Linked DNA regions of Zea mays: region 1 is linked to region 2. The links are chromatin contacts, called in public Hi-C maps. All regions are on one chromosome and are shown on one strand. The core of a region is the stretch at or near the end of the contact, and the rest is flanking DNA. Distances in the headings are between cores, read along the strand shown.

Region 1 (6,590 bases), core at 172-2,671, 570 kb after region 2:
TCATCTACTAATATACTAATTCCTAAATACTTAATAAGTAATAATCAAGTAATAACTACATACTAACTAATAACTATATACTAACTAATAACTAACCACATCAAACAGAGTAATATAATTAAAGAATACTGTGCGAAAATAGGGTATACCTGAGGTTCCAGTGGAGACAAGCTACCGATGGCGGAGGTGGAGCCTGATGGTCTCGTATCTACAAAAAAACATATTACTCCAAGTAATAAATCCGGCATCACCTTCCCTATACAATGAGGTTTCTGAAACCTGCAGAGAAACGAACAACACGATGGCTGACATGCACACTCTACAATTGAGATAACAACACTATGACAGACATATACAAGAACATTCACTAAATATACTCACAAGTAATAGCTAACTATATACTAACAACTAAATAGCTAGCTAACTACATATACTAACAAGTAAATAGGTAACTAACTATACATTAAACCAAGTGAACATGTGCTAACTAATACTAAATTACTAAATACTAACTAACTACAAACTAAAGAAATATATAGTAACTAAATGCTAACTAAATACTGCAAACTAAAGAAATACTAACTAACTACAAACTAAAGATATACTAAATGCTAACTAAATACTAAAATACTAAACACTAAATACTAACTAACCACTAAACTAAGTAAATACTAACTAATTACTAAACCCTAAACACTAAAGAAATACTAACTAATTACTAAACTACCGATGCAGGAGGTGGCGGTCCGGAGTGGTGTGCTTACCGGCGATGGCGGTGCATGGGAGGCGACGACTGTCCGGCGAGCAGGCCTAGCGGGGCACGGGAGGAGCAGGCCAGGCGGTGGCGGTCCGGCGAGGGAGCACCTCGTTGGCGCGGGCGGCGCGAGGGCGGCACAACGACATTGTGGCGCGGGCGGCAGGCCGGCGTGGAGCGGGGCTCGAGTGACGACGGGGGGAGCAGCGGGCTTGGGCGGCGGCGGGGCTCCATCGGTTCAGTGAGAGAGGTTAGGGAGATAATGGAGAAAGAGAAACTGCCCCGGCGTTTAAATACTAGCTCGACGTCAAGATCTGTGGCGCCGAGATAGCTGCCACGTCGGCTCCACGAAAACATCGCATCAGCCCTCACTAGTCAATGAGTCACGTATCTTAGCGCTATAGACTGTGGCGCTGATCAGTATTATCTCGGCGCTATAGACTACGGCGCCGAGCAAATTAAAAAAAAATTAAGACGTCAGGATCTAAACATGATTATTTTTTTTTGGAAAAATGGCTAAAATGCAAAAGAAATTTGGACTAAGTGCAAACGGCAAACCCCAGTTGTTCAAAACCTCACGCTGTCTCCACGGCCTCCGCCGTCGCGACCCGCAGTGCATGCCAACTTCCTAGCGGCAGGCCCCACACGTCAGCGTCTAGCCAGTATAAACTTTCCTCCCTCCGTCCCTCCTCCTTCCCCGTCTTATCCCCTCGCCCCTCCTCCCCTCCGCCGCTCCCCCCAGTCCCCACCTCACCTCGTCAACCCCCTCCTTGGATAGGGTTAGAGTTCCCCCGGCACGAGCGCGAGCCATGGCCTCCTTCACCTGCTCCCAGGTCGGCGCTGCGGCAGCGGGCGGAGCCTCGCCCTTCCTCGGCTACCGGCGGCGGAGCGGCCCCGGGGGCGCCATTCCGTCGAGCTCCCTCTTCGTGGGCCGGCGGTTGGCGGCGGTGCAGATGCGCGCGCCCTCTCGCGGGGTCCGCGGGGGCTCCGCGCTGCGGGTCACGTGCGAGAAGGTGGTGGGGATCGACCTGGGCACCACCAACTCCGCGGTCGCCGCCATGGAGGGCGGCAAGCCGACCGTCGTCACCAACGCTGAGGGTGCGCGCACGACTCCCTCCGTAGTGGCGTACACCAAGACAGGGGAGCGCCTGGTGGGGCAGATCGCTAAGCGCCAGGCGGTCGTGAACCCCGAGAACACCTTCTTCTCTGTCAAGCGCTTCATCGGCCGCAAGATGTCTGAGGTCGACGACGAGGCCAAGCAGGTCTCGTACGGCGTTGTCAAAGACGACAACGGCAACGTCAAACTCGACTGCCCCGCTATTGGCAAACAGTTTGCTGCCGAGGAGATCTCTGCGCAGGTAACTTGTTATGTTAGATAGGTTTTCTACTCTCAGCTGGTGGATATGCATTTTACTTTTACTGTATTTTTTTCATGGGACGACTTGTACAGAAATTAGAGTTCTGAGGATATGGGTAAATGCTACTCTTGTTGTCATTCAATTGCAGTTTTACTAGAGAATAGCTCCTGGACCTGGCAAATCATTTGTTAAGGTACACCAGATCCAGATGGATGCTTTTTGTAATGCAAGTGGTTACATTGCGTTTGAGGTAAAAGGTGTATTTTGCCACATAAACACTGAGTGAATTTAAAGTAAGTTGTTTTTGTGTTACTAGGCACCCAGTCTGTGTTAGAATATTTGGTAATGCTATACTGTTCTGATTCTTTGGAGAGTTAGTGCCAGTTTTGAATGCATGGATTTTTTCCCCAGAAGGCTGCATATGTAAAATTCTGGGTGCACCAAACTGGGTTTATGTATTTTGATTTCAGCTTGAAAACAAATGGCATTGTGATATGATTTCTATCAACATTGTGGTTTGCTTGAAATTTCTTTGCTTCAGTTACGCAGTTGGTCATTTGTGTTCTTATGTACTTATGACCTGGGGGAGTGAGTTTTTGAATGTATAAGAATATGGCACACTATCATCTGTATAGAACTACTTTTGAGTTGCTACTAGCTACCAGTCCAGTAGATGTGCTATACTTATCATTTTACTTTTGTAGTAAGTTGTACATTGGGAATTAGCTGGAGCCAAGGGCCTCTCCTTCTTCCCAAAGTCCAGGAGAGGCCCTTGGAGTCCAGTAGATGTGCTATTTTAGACCTTATTATCTTCTTCTTAATATATTTAAGGCGCAGTTCCCCTGCGCTTTCGATAAAAAAAAAGTAAGTTGTACATTTGACTTATCTTGGTTTATTATCCGAACAGGTTTTGAGGAAGTTGGTGGATGATGCATCTAAGTTTCTTAATGAGAAAATTACAAAAGCAGTGGTTACAGTACCAGCATACTTCAATGATTCACAAAGGACAGCAACTAAAGATGCTGGCCGCATTGCAGGACTGGAAGTTCTCCGTATTATAAATGAACCAACTGCTGCATCATTGGCCTATGGGTTCGAGAAGAAAAATAATGAAACAATTCTAGTGTTTGATTTGGGAGGTGGTACCTTTGATGTCTCTGGTAAGCAAGTGTTCCACCTAATTCTTTCTTTGTTTATTATTGCTTTACTTCTGAATCATACGGATAATAATCATCTCATATCATTGAGATAAACCTTTTGCTTTCAATTGGTTCAGAACTATGTGCTGAATATTTATTCAGCTGTATGAATTGCTCAACATTTGTTTCATTTTGCCCTGATTGACTTGTGAGGTCTCAAATGGGTTTTCAGTAATATTAGTGCAACTCTTACTCTGTTTTTGCTCAGTTTGAGCTATAACGTGTCAAATGATGTCCCAGGAACATTAGTGGTACTTTATGTTGCTTAACTCTTTGAACCAGGTGTTTTTGTTTTCCTTCGATCATGTGGGATCATGTGGATGAACATGTTCCATTTATATTTTTCTTAATGAGAGTGGCATTCTCTGCCAGTGTCTTACTATCATGTTCTAAATGTTTTTTAAGATGTTTATGCTCACATTATAACTAAAGTAAAGCCGTTCTGCAGTATTGGAAGTTGGAGATGGTGTGTTTGAGGTGCTTTCCACATCAGGTGATACACACCTTGGTGGTGATGACTTTGATAAGGTTTGACAGAATCTTCTGTTCTTTAGTAGGTCGTTACATGGGAACTTGAACTTTCTCGGCACCTGCCATTTTATTGCTTTGTATGTTGTTATAAGTATTACTGTCATACTGTGACATTGTTTCTCTTACCTTTATGTCCTTACTTTTCGGTAAATAATCCCTCAGTAACAAGCGCTATGTAGGTTTCTCTCTATGATTCACAATGTACAAATCTTAGAGTTTATTTATTTCTATTTTTGAATTTGTTTGAATTCCTGATAGATTAAATCGGTAACACGTAAAAAAGTGATACTGGTGTTAGGCAGAGTAGTATTGCCTTGCCTAAAACATAAGAATTTCATCTAGGTGCTTGATGAGATGAACAATGATCATGAGACTCAAGGATGCATGACATGGTATCTCAATTTTTATGTTTTAGCATGTCAAATTTTATGTACTAGGCATTTAATTACTCTGGCCTTTGCTAGACAGGTTTTGACCTCCTGCCTAGTGCCTAGCATTTCCTTTGAAACATTGATCATATGGAATGCCAAAATCTATATAAGTATCTAACTACATACATTATGCAGTTTTAAGGGAGATAACTCTCAAGTATATTGATATTTTATCCTTGACTTGTTCAGAGAATAGTAGATTGGCTTGCTAGCAACTTCAAGAAAGATGAAGGTATTGATCTTCTGAAGGATAAACAAGCCCTTCAGAGGCTTACTGAGGCATCAGAGAAAGCTAAGATGGAACTGTCAACGCTGACACAGGCAAATATTAGGTAGGCTACTTTCAGTGTGTTTACAAAGTGTTTAAACTTGAACAATGTCTGCTGTGCTGTTGATCTACATCATTTCAAATTGCTTATTTCTGAATGCCTTAAACGCAGCCTGCCATTCATTACTGCTACTGCTGATGGGCCAAAACACATTGAGGCAACCCTCTCGAGAGCCAAATTCGAGGAACTATGTTCAGACCTTATAGACAGGTAACTGTGACCATTCTGTTAGTATTTTGTGCCCACTGCTTTTTGAAAATTGTCTCTCTACAATCTTCTATGTATGACAATTTTTTCAAAGGTTTTGCTGACGTTTGTTTTGGTTACAGGCTTAAAACTCCTGTTAATAATGCCTTAAGAGATGCCAAGTTGTCTGTCAGTGATCTAGATGAAGTTATTCTTGTGGGTGGATCCACCCGAATCCCTGCAGTTCAAGAACTTGTGAGGAAGCTTACTGACAAAGATCCCAATGTTACGGTCAACCCTGATGAGGTTGTTTCTCTTGGGGCAGCTGTGCAGGTGATTTTCTTTATCCTCAAATGTTGTTTATTGTTGCAGAGCATAATCCTCACATGGAGAGCCCCTACAACTACAACAAAGCCTTTTAGTCCCAAGCAAGGTTGGTAGGGTAGAGTTGAAACCCAACCAAAACCACAAGTCAAGGTTCAGACACATGGATAGCTGTTTTCCATGCACTCTTATTTAAGGCTAAATCTTGGGTATATTCCACCCTCCTTTAGTCCTTTTTCTCTCTTCCCATGTCAAATTCGGCCTTCCCTTGCCCCTCTTTCCATTGCTATCGCGCCTTAGGATCCCACTACGCATTCATGCCTCTGGGAGTCTTCGTTGGATTCGTCCAAACCATCTCAGTTAGTGTTGGACAAGTTTTTCTTCAACTGGTGCTATGCCTAGCACTTGTATCATCATTTCAGACTAGATCCCTTCTTGTATGGCCACAAATCAAACGCAACATGCGTATTTTCACAACAATTATCTGTTGAACATGTCGTCTTTTTGTAGATTAACATTCTGCACCTTATCAATTCAGTTGCTTCTTAGAATGAACTAAAAACAGGCAATAAGCAGAAGTTGCTTTCACCAGCTTCTCAGATAAGCTGCTTTTTCAATAAGCAACAGCTGTACCAAACTATGCCTTGATCTTCCAAACTGACATATCCTTCCTCATGTTTAGTAGTGCCAAAATCACATCTCATATATTCGGTTTTAGTTCTACTAGGTAAAACCTTTTGGATCTAGAGTCTCCCGCTACAACTCTAGTTTTCTATTTACTCTTGCCCGACTTCATCAACTAGCACTACATTGTTCGCTAAGGCAAAAATGTAAGGGCTCAAAGCCGATTCTTGATATGGTCCTATTATAATTGTGAAGTTATCTATGTGTGCACTTGTTCGAACACTAGTCACAACATTGTTGTACATATACTTAGAGCTCGTTTGGCAGGGCTTCGGCTCTAGCTTTCCTCTGGAAAAAATCCAGAGCCCTGCCAAACACTTTTTTTAAACGTCTTACTGCGAAAGCACCTAAAAGCTAGAGCCATTTTTGTACTACAGAGAAGAAGCTACAAATAGTAGCTTCACCGGCTTTGGCACTTTAATACAGGGAGATGGCTCTGACTCTAGGATAAGCCGTTTCTGCCAAATGATTTGTGAAATGGCTTCAGCTCTACCAAAAAGATGCTATTTAGGAAAAGCTAGAGCCAGAGTTGTTTTTGGGCAAACCAGAGTCTAATGTACTTTGTTGAAACTTATGTTTGTCCAAAGCCCACCATATAACATTCTCGGGTATTTTGTCATAAGTCTTCTCCAAGTCAATGAACCATGTGTAGGTCCTTCTTTTGCTCCCTATATTGCTCTATTGTCTTATTAAGAAAATGACTTCCATGGTTGACCTTTCGGGCATGAAACCAAATTTGTTCATAGAGATTATCATTATTTATCGCAGAGGATGCTTGTAACTCTGTCCCGTAG
Region 2 (5,850 bases), core at 1,090-3,589:
GGTTAGCAAAGCCTTGGATTGAGGGAGAGATCGGGGGATCGACGAGAACGGCTATTGTCACCCATGGCCAAGGAAGCCACGTAGTTCCCTCCGATAGGAAGCAACTCATCACAAATAGAGGGGATAAGCCCCTTAATCTCTCTAACAACCTTATCTAGCAACTGACATTTATCTAATCACATCTGTGCCGGTATTGCTGTCCCAAAAAAGCATTGATAGCATATTCACCCAGCCATAAATGTCAAGATGTCATTAACTGGTTGAAAAACTTATGCCACAAGAAGCTGATTGGGAAACTTGAACAACTTACACACTAAAATAATGAGTCGATCCACACTAAGTCTAGAAGAAAATAGTAATCATATAAATAAGATCGTGGAAACATAAAAATAAGCAGCTTAATTAAATGTTCTGTACTCGACTTACATCATCAACTCCTGGAGACTTTGGAGGTGCAAATTTTGAGTGGTAAGTCCTACCACTGGCTGAGTGGATCCAACGACCAGTAATCCGTTCTTCCAATACAGCATCATCAATTGCAAAGTTCAGGACTTTGTCAACATTGGCACCTTGCTTTGCCAACATCTCATCAAGCTGTACAGGATGTTCAAAAAAACAGCAACGGCAAATTATACTAAATCAAATACAGAATCTATAACAATATGATATAGGAATGTTTGTTCATGCTGATGCATCGAGCAAGTATCTGACCTTCTGTGCTTGAGTCACAGTTCTAGGAAAGCCATCAAGAATGAAACCTTTCTGGCATGAGGGTTTCTTCATAGCTTCATCAATAATGCCCACAACCAAATCATCTGAAACAAGCTCTCCCTAAAAGAGGAAGGCAGCACGGAATGGAGTTACAAGAAGCTTTTTATTCTGGTTAGCATTTTACTATATGTTTTGGTCTGCTAATACTACCTTATTCATAGCTTCTTTAGCTTTGATACCTAGAGGTGTCTTGGCCGCCACAGCAGCCCTCAGCATGTCACCAGTGGCTAAATGGCACAAGCAATATTCATCCTTGATAATAGGAGACTGAGTTCCCTTTCCAGAGCCAGGTGGACCTACAAGATTTGTAGAAGAGGTGTCAAATTCTCCAAAATCGAGAGCACTATATAATAGAAATAAAAATAAAAAAGTCATGAATGAGGAAAGAAAAGATTATAAAAGTGTTATGTTTATTACTCTCCACAAAAAGCACCATGACCTTATATCTCCCTTCACAGTACTGCCCTCTTTCATCCTGACTACCAGTACCACAAAACATATCGAACCAAATAGCATAACAACAAACAAGGCCATAATGAAAAGCAAGAAACCATATAGCAGACAGCAGTTGTTTCAATTTACTTGTCTTGAACGACACAGTTTAGTACCATTTTGTTAATGCAGATCAGTTTTTTGCGGTGTAAATGCAGCAATCATTAGCAGCAAAAACTAAAAACAAATTGCATAAGGGAGTTCACCTCAGTATTGCAGAAATATGGACGACAATACATACTCGGAACCAATGAAAAGTCAAAAAAAAAAGTGGCATGGCAGAGTATCATCGTTACTTGCCTACACGATGGGACGCCCCCGTCTTAATGTCATGAAGAGAAGGCTTCCACATCAGGTCAAGCTGACTAAGATTATCTGACTTCTAATTTTGATAATCCTTAAAGAATTATAAATTTATGATAAGAACACCAAAACCGAACAGCACAGGGCTACTCGACTAGCGCATGATTAATTTATCTTGGTATTCAACTAGTGAATCGTTCCGTACGTTAGAAATCTGTAGACAATCCACTCTGAGAACAAAGCCATATTTCTTGGCCACAAATGCAGGATGAGAAATAGGGAATAGCCAAGATTTCAAGGGAAAGGTGAAGGGCATGTTTGGTTCGCTGCCTAACTTGCCACAATTTGCCTAACTTATGTGCCTAAGGTTAGTTCTTCAATTCGAACGACTAACCTTAGGCAAAGTGTGGCATAGTTAGCCACAAACCAAACAGGCCCGAAAACTTTCGGCGGATCCAGAGCACCAACGGCGGCAAGCAGCGATTTCTCCGTCCCCGCGGCACCAGGAACCGAGACAGGGATCCACCGAACGCCAGCAACGAGGAGGAAGAAGGGGCAAGGGGAGGGGTCTCCTTTACCGATGAGGATGAGGCGCTTGTCGGGCTTGGAGCTGCACTTCATGCGGCGGAGCAGCTCGTGCATCAGATCCAGTGACGGCACGTCCTCCAGATTCGCCGCCATCTCCACCGCGGCCGTGGAAGAGCTCCACTCGAGGCTTGCAGGTGCGCAGCAGGTGGGTTCCGGCCTTCCGGGTATTCTCGATCGGCTGGGTCAGGTGACGGGTCGGGGGGTTGTTGGGCCTTTTCGTCACTGTGCTGGGGTTGGTACCGATGGAAAAACGCTCACGCACGCAAGTACGCAACGGGATTTGGATTTTGGCGAAACTGAAAAATGAAGTTTGGTTTGGACGTTTCGAACGGGAAAGGCGCGACCTTAGTGTAAAGTTAGACATGCTCAAATGTCAGATCGAGTTCAAATTGAGTCAGGTCGGGTCATAAGTTATCAGGCTATCCTCAGTCACATACCTGAAGACAATTCTAAACCTATAGGGTGAATATATAATAAAATAAAAATATGTTGCATCGATGCACTGAAAAACTAGCTTGCAGATAGATGAGAGAATCTCAAATACTGAATATGAATCCATAGCAGTGTGACACTGTGACCTAGACAGGACCGTAGAAGACGGTTGGGTATGGATAGGAGAGGTGAAAATAAATAATACTCCCTCCCTATGTCCTAAATTAAAATTTATTTTAGATTATTAGTGGGTTTATAAAATAATTGATGTATGTGTTTTACATGTGTATAGGTTAATCTTTATCTATTTCAATATAGACATAAACATAAAGACCTAAAATGACTATTATTTTGAAATGGAGGGAGTAGAATATATGGTAGTTGGTATAGGATAGAGATTTAGGTGAATGTGACGTAGAGAATTGTGTGATGGGGTATAGAATTTCGCTGACTATGATAGAATATTTTTTAGTGGTATAAATTTTGGGTTACATGAGTGCGGACAGACTTAGGCACGACTCGCGACTGACTTGTACATGATATCGAGTCCGATCGAATTGACATGTGCCTCCCCGTTAGACATATTGGGTCAGGTTTTTTCGAGTTGGTTCAGATTGGCTAGTGCCTAGCCTGTGGATTATTGTGTCGAAAACTATGGTGTATGTCCATTGCATTGGGCGGGTCATGTCGGATGGTCCATGCTCAGATCTAGTGTTGTCGGGGAAATGATCCTGGTCCCTGGGACCCGCTGGTCAGTGAGGGTGCTATGGGAAGAGCCCCTGATCGCTGGGCCCGTTAGTCAGTTGTAAGAGATAGGTGCGCAAACCCTAGAAGGACTCGCCCCCGGTCGAACCACGTGACCCCGAGCCTGGGGGCAGGCGTGGCGGAGCCTGACGAGGGAGGACAGACGAGTCGGAAGGGAACCACTCGAGTGGATCTCGCGCTCGGCCCCGGACTGACCCGCCATAAATGACTAGTCGCATTAACCATGCCTGGCACCGAGCCACAGCGTGACACCGGTCCGCTTCTCACTCATGACCTACGGACCCCCTCAGTCGCATAGCACTCATGACCTACGAGCCCCGGGACTGTGGCACATTAATGGCTCGTGTGCCCTCGGACTACAGCGCACTTATGGCCTATCGAACTAGGCCTGAGTGTGCAGACCTACCGCAGGACACTACACGACGACTACATCGAGCCCCAGGCAACAGAAGCCTGGGTCGGCGTAGCCGGAATGATGGTGCATGGGACCATCGTCGCCCCGCGATAAATACGCGGTAGCCAGGCAGCCCCGGACCACACGAGTACGCGTGGACTCACCCGAGGTAAAACACTGGTTTTACCCCTTGCCTTATGGCTCCTTCCCAGGGAAGCCACATGTGGCTGACTCTTGCCCTAACCTATAAAAGGGAGAGGCTGACCTCGAGGCAAGGGAGATGGGTGGAGAGATCGATAGACCGATCAACAGACGGAGACGAGCCCATAAGGACGAACTAGGGCAGGAGTGCCGACGAGGACCAGGAGGCCAGAGCCCCGCCAAGCCAAGACTTAGCTATGACTCCACCTCTCAGCTTCTAAGCTCCACTTCCACCCCGATCTAGAGCATCTCCTCCCTCTCTCAACTATTTGTAACCCCTACTGCGAGTTTGATCGTGCCGGTAGCGCAAGCCACCAATGACTGAATGTAGAAACGTTCTGCCCGAAACAATATAAATCTTGCGCCCTCCGCGCACACCCTCTAGAGCCTGAAACATGCATAATAAATTTACTTTTCGGAGCGAGATACGAAATACCGACAAGTGTAAATAAGCAGATTAATAAAATGAGAACACATAACAAAATAACAATCTTTTGCTCGAGTTGAGGGTTATTAAAGGAGAGATTTTACTTTAATCGGGGATTAAGAATTTAATGGCAGGTTTGAATCAGCTAGAGGTTTGGTGGGGCTCAAAATGATTCAAATTAGCATATGTTATTTAGCTACATCAAAATGATTAAAATTAACAATACAAAATGATTCAAATTAGTTATTAGTCAACATGTTGATGTATTTAATCTTTGTACTGTGTGATTTAGGTTTAAATTTAATTAGATTTTTTTAATTGGTTTTAAAAAGGGATTTGGAAATAGAAAATAAAATGGGAGGGGAAATCTCCCCTTTCTTATTTTGGCTCGAGGCCTTCCCCACTCCTCTCCCCTGAGTTGTCTCCTCGCTCCTCAGTCTTATTTCCTTGGTTCAAGCCACTAGGTGCCATTTGTTTTCCTCTACCCCTAGAGATGCGAGCCCACCAAGTGCTTTGCTCGCTCTTGCCCTTGGCCCACATACCTCACACGCCTCACGCCTTCATTGCTAAGGCCTCACATGATAGCGCCTCTTGCACATTAGCACATTGTCATCTCGGTCTCACAACTGCGATCGCACACTAGGTGCCCCACATGTTAGTAGTTGTCGTCTCCTACCATAATTTGCGATCAAGCCAGATTCCCCCCTCCTCCCCCTAATGGAAACTTGCCAACCGCCCCAATTCTCCCAAGAGTCAGCGTGTTACCCATGCCTTTCCCGTATAAAAGTAGAGGAGCCCTGCCACCCAGCACTAATGAAGTCATTATACATGTTTGAATCTCACTAGAGTGAGGTCATAGTCGTCGGCACCAAGTTGTCATTTGCTCCCTAGTCGTTGCCTTTTGGGTCATTGTTGTGCTTTGTTGTGAGGTGACAAAGCTCCACCAAGCTCTTTATCTCCGTTTGTCATTTAATGTCGCCAACATTAGTAGGGAACTATAGTTCACCCTAACCAGCCCCACTCTTATCATGCATTCGTCACCTACACCAACCCCCATCGTGAGTTTTGTAGTGTTCCCATGTCTGCCCCATGCGGTTGGTTTGCTTAGCTAAGCTCTTGAGCCCTCGAACAGATAATGCCGATCACTTCCTCGTCAGATTCTAGGGCATCGCTGTCCACCACATGGTCCTAGCTATCACAACCACCGAGGCCCCCAGTCGTCCACTCGTAGATTTATGACACAAATTATAACACATAAATGCATAATAGTGCGGTCCACAACAACACACAACCGGAATCGAGGACATTCTCATCGGCTTAGTCAATTCTTGTCGACCTTTGACGACGAGAATTAAGTAACTCTCGTTGGTTATAAATGAGCCCACAAGAATTAATGAAATTCCCGCCGGTCAGACTGGCAGTTGATAAGAGTTAATTAATTCCCGTGGGGCACCCATCTTGGTCGATAGGAATTAAC

Evidence for each region. A called contact is a pair of places that touch in the nucleus more often than the background predicts.
Region 1: a contact with region 2 is called in a Hi-C map of leaf, with 6 times the contacts expected there. The contact joins the promoter of LOC103650436 here to the promoter of LOC100384174 in region 2. A contact is called at or near these places in 3 of 25 Hi-C or Micro-C datasets (ear, leaf and tassel).

What each region holds. Positions count from the first base shown.
Region 1 is chr3:99,947,915-99,954,504 of Zm-B73-REFERENCE-NAM-5.0, forward strand. It overlaps LOC103650436 (stromal 70 kDa heat shock-related protein, chloroplastic-like), which reads left to right and starts at 1,422. Exons shown (of 8, transcript NM_001367263.1): 1 at 1,422-2,112; 2 at 3,020-3,272; 3 at 3,760-3,839; 4 at 4,463-4,605; 5 at 4,714-4,812; 6 at 4,932-5,121. The coding sequence starts at 1,564.
Region 2 is chr3:99,378,515-99,384,364 of Zm-B73-REFERENCE-NAM-5.0, forward strand. It overlaps LOC100384174, which reads right to left and starts at 2,340. Exons shown (of 6, transcript NM_001176751.1): 1 at 2,145-2,340; 2 at 922-1,067; 3 at 712-831; 4 at 427-594. The coding sequence starts at 2,247.